2 separate regions of the Rattus norvegicus genome follow, and region 2 is linked to region 1. Evidence: chromatin contacts called from public Hi-C data. All regions are on one chromosome and are shown on one strand. Each heading gives the region's core, a stretch centred on a gene start, on an enhancer-like site or on the middle of the called end of the contact. The rest is flanking DNA. Distances are from core to core; before and after follow the strand shown.

Region 1 (2,891 bases), core at 110-2,609:
ATCTCATTTTCATATCTCCTCTCATATGATATACTTCTTCTGTTTTGGTGGCAAAAAGGCAAGAGTCAAGAGGTTCTGTGAACCCCTTATCTATGCAGATACACCACACACACTTTGTCCAGTTTGTAGACCAATTCAGAGACTGGATTTCCAAGAACTAGAAAGAGTGGTAGATTTAGAGTTAGATAGATCTGAGAGACTGTGCCCATAATATTGGGTACAAATTGTACATTTTCATAAATGTTCCCTATGCAGCAATCTGAAAAAATAACAGACATCATTTGTTTTGAAACCATGACCTCCAGGACCTGGGTAAAGTCCAGCAGCCAGCCATAGCCTTCCCAGTCCCTGTGGGCTGCAGCCTCGGCGTCCTTAGGGACCACATCTGAAGACATAGTGCAAATCATTATCCAGTCTGCCACTTCCACCGCTCAGCCACCTTACCAGTGATATTTTTGGAAGTCTGAATTTCTCAGCACAGACAGCAACAGTAGCAAGCCTGAGAGGTTAGATGACTGTCTGAGGTGGCACCCTCGAGTTAAGTGCCATATTCTCACTCTTTGCTGAAATGAAAATGCTTCTATTTCTGCATTTTGGAGGGAGGGAGAAGAGACAGAAGCAGTGTCTGGTCATATCACCAAAGACTAAAAACTGAATATAAGAATGCACAGAATATTCACCCGTCGCCCACCACAAGGTGTGAGCTACAAGGTGTGAGCTCGTCTTCCTGCCTGCCTGCTCGCCTGCCTGCCTGCCTTGCTTGCTTCCTTCCTTTTTACTAGGTCTCATGCCACCCAGGTTGACCTTGAACTCATGATCCACGGGAGTATAGTTTCTGATGCTTCTCCTATCAGTTCATACAGCTTAGGTGGAGTTTATTCGGAAGCTGTGATTTAATGACAAAAAACAAGAAGTCAAGGCATCTAAGAGCTGGGGGAAGTGTGCCTGAGTCCTTTGTGGCTGTTTCCTAGGTCTCTTCATCAATAACATGGACTACAAGCTCCCACACATGGGTTTTCTGAGATAATATGGGTGAACTGCAAAAGGGACCATCATTTGTCAGTCTGTAGCTTCTGATCCTAGACAATGGACACTAAGAAACTGGTCACTTCCTCTTTTTTCTTTCTGTTTCTCAGGCCTTCAGTTTTCCTTCTCGTGATGCATTTTGTTGTGGATTTGAAATCTCGCCTTTTCTCTTGATTTAAACAATTGCTCCCCTGATGTCACACCTCCCGCCGCCCCCGACTCTCTTGTGTCTCATCCCCACCTTCCTGACCAACCTTTTTTCTGTACCACGCGCTAGCTAGGAGTAAAGACTCTATCCTTGGAGGCAGTGTCTGTGGTTCTCCAGCGATGCCTGTGGCCGGTTGTATAAATGTGCAGAATTCTGGGCTGCTTTCTGTGGCTGCAGGTCTCAGTCACCGTCTCCAGTGGTTTTTCTCAGGGACAGTTCTCTGCCCATCAGCCTGACTCCTTTGCCTTTCTTAATCTTTCTCACTTGATTTAAAACTGAGTCAGCAAGTGGAAGACAGTAATTTATTATCCTTTCCAAACTCAACAACAGAAAAATACCAAGATTTAAGGCACAAGTGGGAAGGAGCCACTTCACTGCTTGTAGTGGCCCTGAGCTGGAAGTCCCCTAAGGCCCGCTTTCACCTTCCTCTGCTCTGAGCGCTCAGCAGTCAGGCTGGACACAGAGCTTAAGGCCACTGATAACAATCATATGAAACCGACATTGGCGAGCAGACCTGTTTTAAACACTGGATCCATTATGCAGATGCCTCCTGAGTCCATGACATCAAAGCAGGGGTTTGTCTTACTGTAAGACTTCTGCACTGAACTCAGTTCACAGAGTAAGATCCAAGCATGGTGTGGAGATTCGTGGTGACTGACAAGTCTGCCACAGCCCAAGCCTTCCTTGGTGAAATTTCACTTTCACGTCACCCAACTCTTTGTGGGTCTGCAAGCAGGCCAGGCCCCTTAAGACTTTTATTGGTAGTGTATACTGTGCCTGAAAAGCAAGTTCCCCTCCTGACTATGGTCTGTATTCTCTGTATCATGTGACCCTGCTCACACGTGCCTCTCCAGGTAGATTAGGGTCTTCTTCCTCCACGTTTCTTCAAGGCTGACATTTTTGAGGGGATATGGGAATTCTCTTAATCTTCCAGTCTATAGGGTGAATGAATGCATTTCTAAGGTGACTTCACGTGACTTACATACACTTCCGGTCTTACTTGTTCCGTTTAGAGCTGCACAACTGTGGTTTCCCCAGAAGAGCCTGATAATAATTTGGTCCAGCAAACATGAGTAAATGTCACAGTGTGAGCAATATCAGGAGAAATTAGCTCAGAGCCAAGCCCTGAGAGGATAAGGTTTCCCCATATTCCCAGTCTCCATCCAGAGTCTGCGATTGGGCAGATCGATGAGCTCGGTGCTAGGCACTCCAAGTCTGAGTGGGCTGGGATGCCATGGGAGCTACATTCTGTGAGCACTGAAGTCGTCTGGACTTCTTCTCAAGGCAATATGTAAAAGACACCATATGTAGCGTTGGTGTTGTGGGTGTTCTAGGTGCATTCTTACACAAATCCTAGATTTATCTGGTCTTAGTGGTCTTTTCCTGTTTTTCCTTTTGTGCATTCTTTTTGAGATCGCATAGCTCAGGCTGGCTGCAAACTGATTGTATATAGTCCAGGCTGGCACCCAAATTCTTCATCTACCTGCCATAGCTTCTGGATTCTCTCATGTCACCACTCAGCTCCCTCTCTCCTTCCCAAGTACCTCTCCTTCCTATTTCTAGAAGAAAGCACACAATTTTAATTTCATCCTGTGTACTTATGGGAGATTGATAAAGACGTGTGTGTGTGTGTGTGTGTGTGTGTGTGTGTGTGTGT
Region 2 (2,891 bases), core at 289-2,788, 110 kb after region 1:
TGCAACCTTCCCCACCCACCCCAAAGTAAAATAAAAACCAATCAACCAAACAACCAAACAAAAACCCCAAAACAAAAACAAAACAAGCATAGACAACATCTCATGGTAAAGTTGTAGTGTGTCAGTGTGTCCCATAGTCTACCCCTCTGTCCACATGCCTTCACTTGTAAAGGTTCATTGCAATGAATCATTGGTTCAAGGCCTCTGGCTTCTGCTCCACCATCAGCACTGGATCCTCAGTACTGGGACTCCTCCCATTTATCCTGCTGTTGTCTGAGAGATTCTGTAGTTTCAGATCAGCAGGACCGGCTTTCACATGCTCTAACTATTCACAGATAATGTAGATTTTGGGGTGGGCCAACTCAAAGTTCTGGATCTAGGCCTGGGTGATAGCAGAGCTGGTCAGCCATCCGGTTCTCCAGCACTGGGACCGCAAGGGCGAGCTAACCATCATATATCTTGCCCGTTTATTTTTATGTTTTTCAAGGAGAATCAACTAGGTCTGTGTCATGCCTTTGTCTGAAGTGAAATTCTGCAGCATTATGGTTTTTGGATGTGATTGACAGATAATATTTTTGGCAAACGTAAATTACATCTGGACAGACCAATTAAAGCTTTCTGAATATTTTAAAATGCCCTCATAAAATTTACATCATTTTCAAGTGTCGAAACATAATTCTCATAATCTTACACTCACTGTTTTTACATAAATATGTGGGAAAGCAAGTCAATGTTTTATTTCTCATTAATGAGGTAACTGGAAGCATGCTAAGGTTAATTATGAAGGTGAGACAAAAGAAGGCAAATGACCTAGTAGAGGTAGGGATAGAGGGAGAAAGGGAGAGGAGGGAAAAGAGAGGAGAGAGAATGAATACTGGGATACATTTAATAATTTTAAAATAAAACTGACTAATGTTCCAGAGGGCAGTAAAGTCATTTAGCCCTTGGGCACATCTTCAATGAACAAATATAATTTTTATCTTTCCATACAAAATGTATTTGGACCATATCACATTCATTTTCTGCAAGTTAACATCTAAAGCCTTATGGGTTTAAATATATCTGATTTTTAATTTATTGTTAGTAAGTAAAACAGTAGTTATTTTCTCCCAGAGTTGGATGCCCCTGTGTTTTGTTAAGGTATCAGAGTAGCTGCCACAACTCATCTTTTGCTTTACTGACAGGATGTGGAAAAGTTTTCTTAGCTGGGAACTCCTTGTGAGTCATTGAGATCTGCACTCACCTAGTTGGCTATCTGCATTTGCTCATTTCATGAAAATAACCTTTAAAGAGTGGTTGTTTCTAACCGTGGCTATTTGTACATTGGAATCACCTTGGGGTGCTTTTGGGAACTAGGAAAGCCAAGGCCACTTACCAAACCAACTAAATTGGGCTCTTCAAGGGTGTAGCCTGGACATCATTAGCTCTTTAAAAAGGCCCACAGTTATTCTAATGTCCAGTCAGGGCTGAAAGCCACTGGTCTAGACAGGGCTGCTCAGAGGCCTTTCAATAATAATGCCCTGTGACTTGGAACACAGGCAAATCACTCTGCAATGAAGAAAGTAGACATAAATACATGCTCTGCTGACTGCGAAGCATTCCCAGTGACTTGAAAATGATTCAGGGCTGCCAGCATTCATTCCGCGGAGTGGAAGCTGCGGGAAAGGCCAGGGGTGGGAGAGCTGAATGACTGGCCTTTGTGTTCTAATTATAGTCAGCTTGAGTTGTTAGAAAGAGATAGGAATGTCTGCTGTCAATTTCCCTTAGAAAAAGATAGATCAAAATTCATTCTGTGTCTCTGCCTCTAGCCTGCTGAGCTTGGCCCGGCCGCCAGAGTGAAAGGTCTTTCACGCAGTTGTTATTGGAGATTGCGTATCTGATTCCAGACTGTACATTAATAAATTAAGGCCATGACTAGTAATATTCACCAAATGAAAATACTGCAACAAGTACCAGCCTTTTAAATTGCCTCAGACAATGGAGCTCTTTTCAGACCCCATTCCTTCATGCTTGTTATCGCTGACCAGCACTTTTGTAGCCTTTATTAAAAAAGGGGAGAGACCATTTTTGAAAGCATGGGCTTTTGAAGCTTCTCTTGTTATAGGCATGCAGATGAGGAACATGCAGGAAACACAACTAGCTGAGCAAGGCAGAAATTAAGGAAAGTACAGCTGATATGCTTGAAACATTTTTTTGCATGTCTTTTTAATATAAGAGGTTTTAAAATCAAAAGTCTGTGTAGATTTTTTTTTTCTCGAATGGCTTTAGGTATCTTTCCTGATTGTGTGACTTCTTTGCTGTGTTATCGTAGTAATAGTAATAGAATTCAAGTATTAAACCCTTGACCTGATTCTTGATTATTATGTCATATTCATTAGCTATTCTATTTAAATTCATCCATTTCTTCCCTAATATTATTGATGATAATAAGCCCCCCTTTGCCACCCCCTTTATAATGAAGCGCCCGTGTGAGCTGTGCAGGGACAATGTTAACTCTACAGCCATTTGACTTAAGAAAAAACGTAGCTCTGAGATAGCAAGAAACAAAGGGCAAGCAAAAGGCAGCAGTAATATGTAAATATGGAGTTCCTGGTGTCTGGGAGTTCCCCTCCCACGTGCTCTGCTTTCCTTTAGAACATGTGTTTCCATTAAGAAAATATCCCAACCATTAATCCCTTTAGATAATCTCAATATTTCAAATAACCTAAGAATCATGTCTCGAAGATGTGACTTTCTAGTCTGAAATTCACTGTTCCCTTTTAAGTCTTTGCTCGGTGGCCTTTCTTATAACTATTACTAAACACTCATGGGACTTGGGGGAAGTGTGGAGGGGAAGTATGAGGAAGTGAGAATAGAGATGGTTAGAAGGCTGAGTCTCTAGCTCTGAGGGG

The links. A called contact is a pair of places that touch in the nucleus more often than the background predicts.
Region 2: a Hi-C map of Schwann cells shows a contact between it and region 1, with 3 times the contacts expected there. The contact joins two enhancer-like sites. A contact is called at or near these places in 4 of 12 Hi-C or Micro-C datasets (Schwann cells, frontal cortex, hepatocytes and 1 more).

What each region holds. Positions count from the first base shown.
Region 1 is chr9:69,646,667-69,649,557 of GRCr8, forward strand. No RefSeq gene overlaps it. Among named protein-coding and RNA genes, the nearest start is that of Cd28, 12 kb to the right of the region's middle. Within about 2 kb of position 1,360, at least 4 of the 93 cell types and tissues checked have an H3K27ac peak or open chromatin away from gene starts, as enhancers often do.
Region 2 is chr9:69,759,258-69,762,148 of GRCr8, forward strand. No RefSeq gene overlaps it. Among named protein-coding and RNA genes, the nearest start is that of Ctla4, 53 kb to the right of the region's middle. Within about 2 kb of position 1,539, at least 30 of the 93 cell types and tissues checked have an H3K27ac peak or open chromatin away from gene starts, as enhancers often do.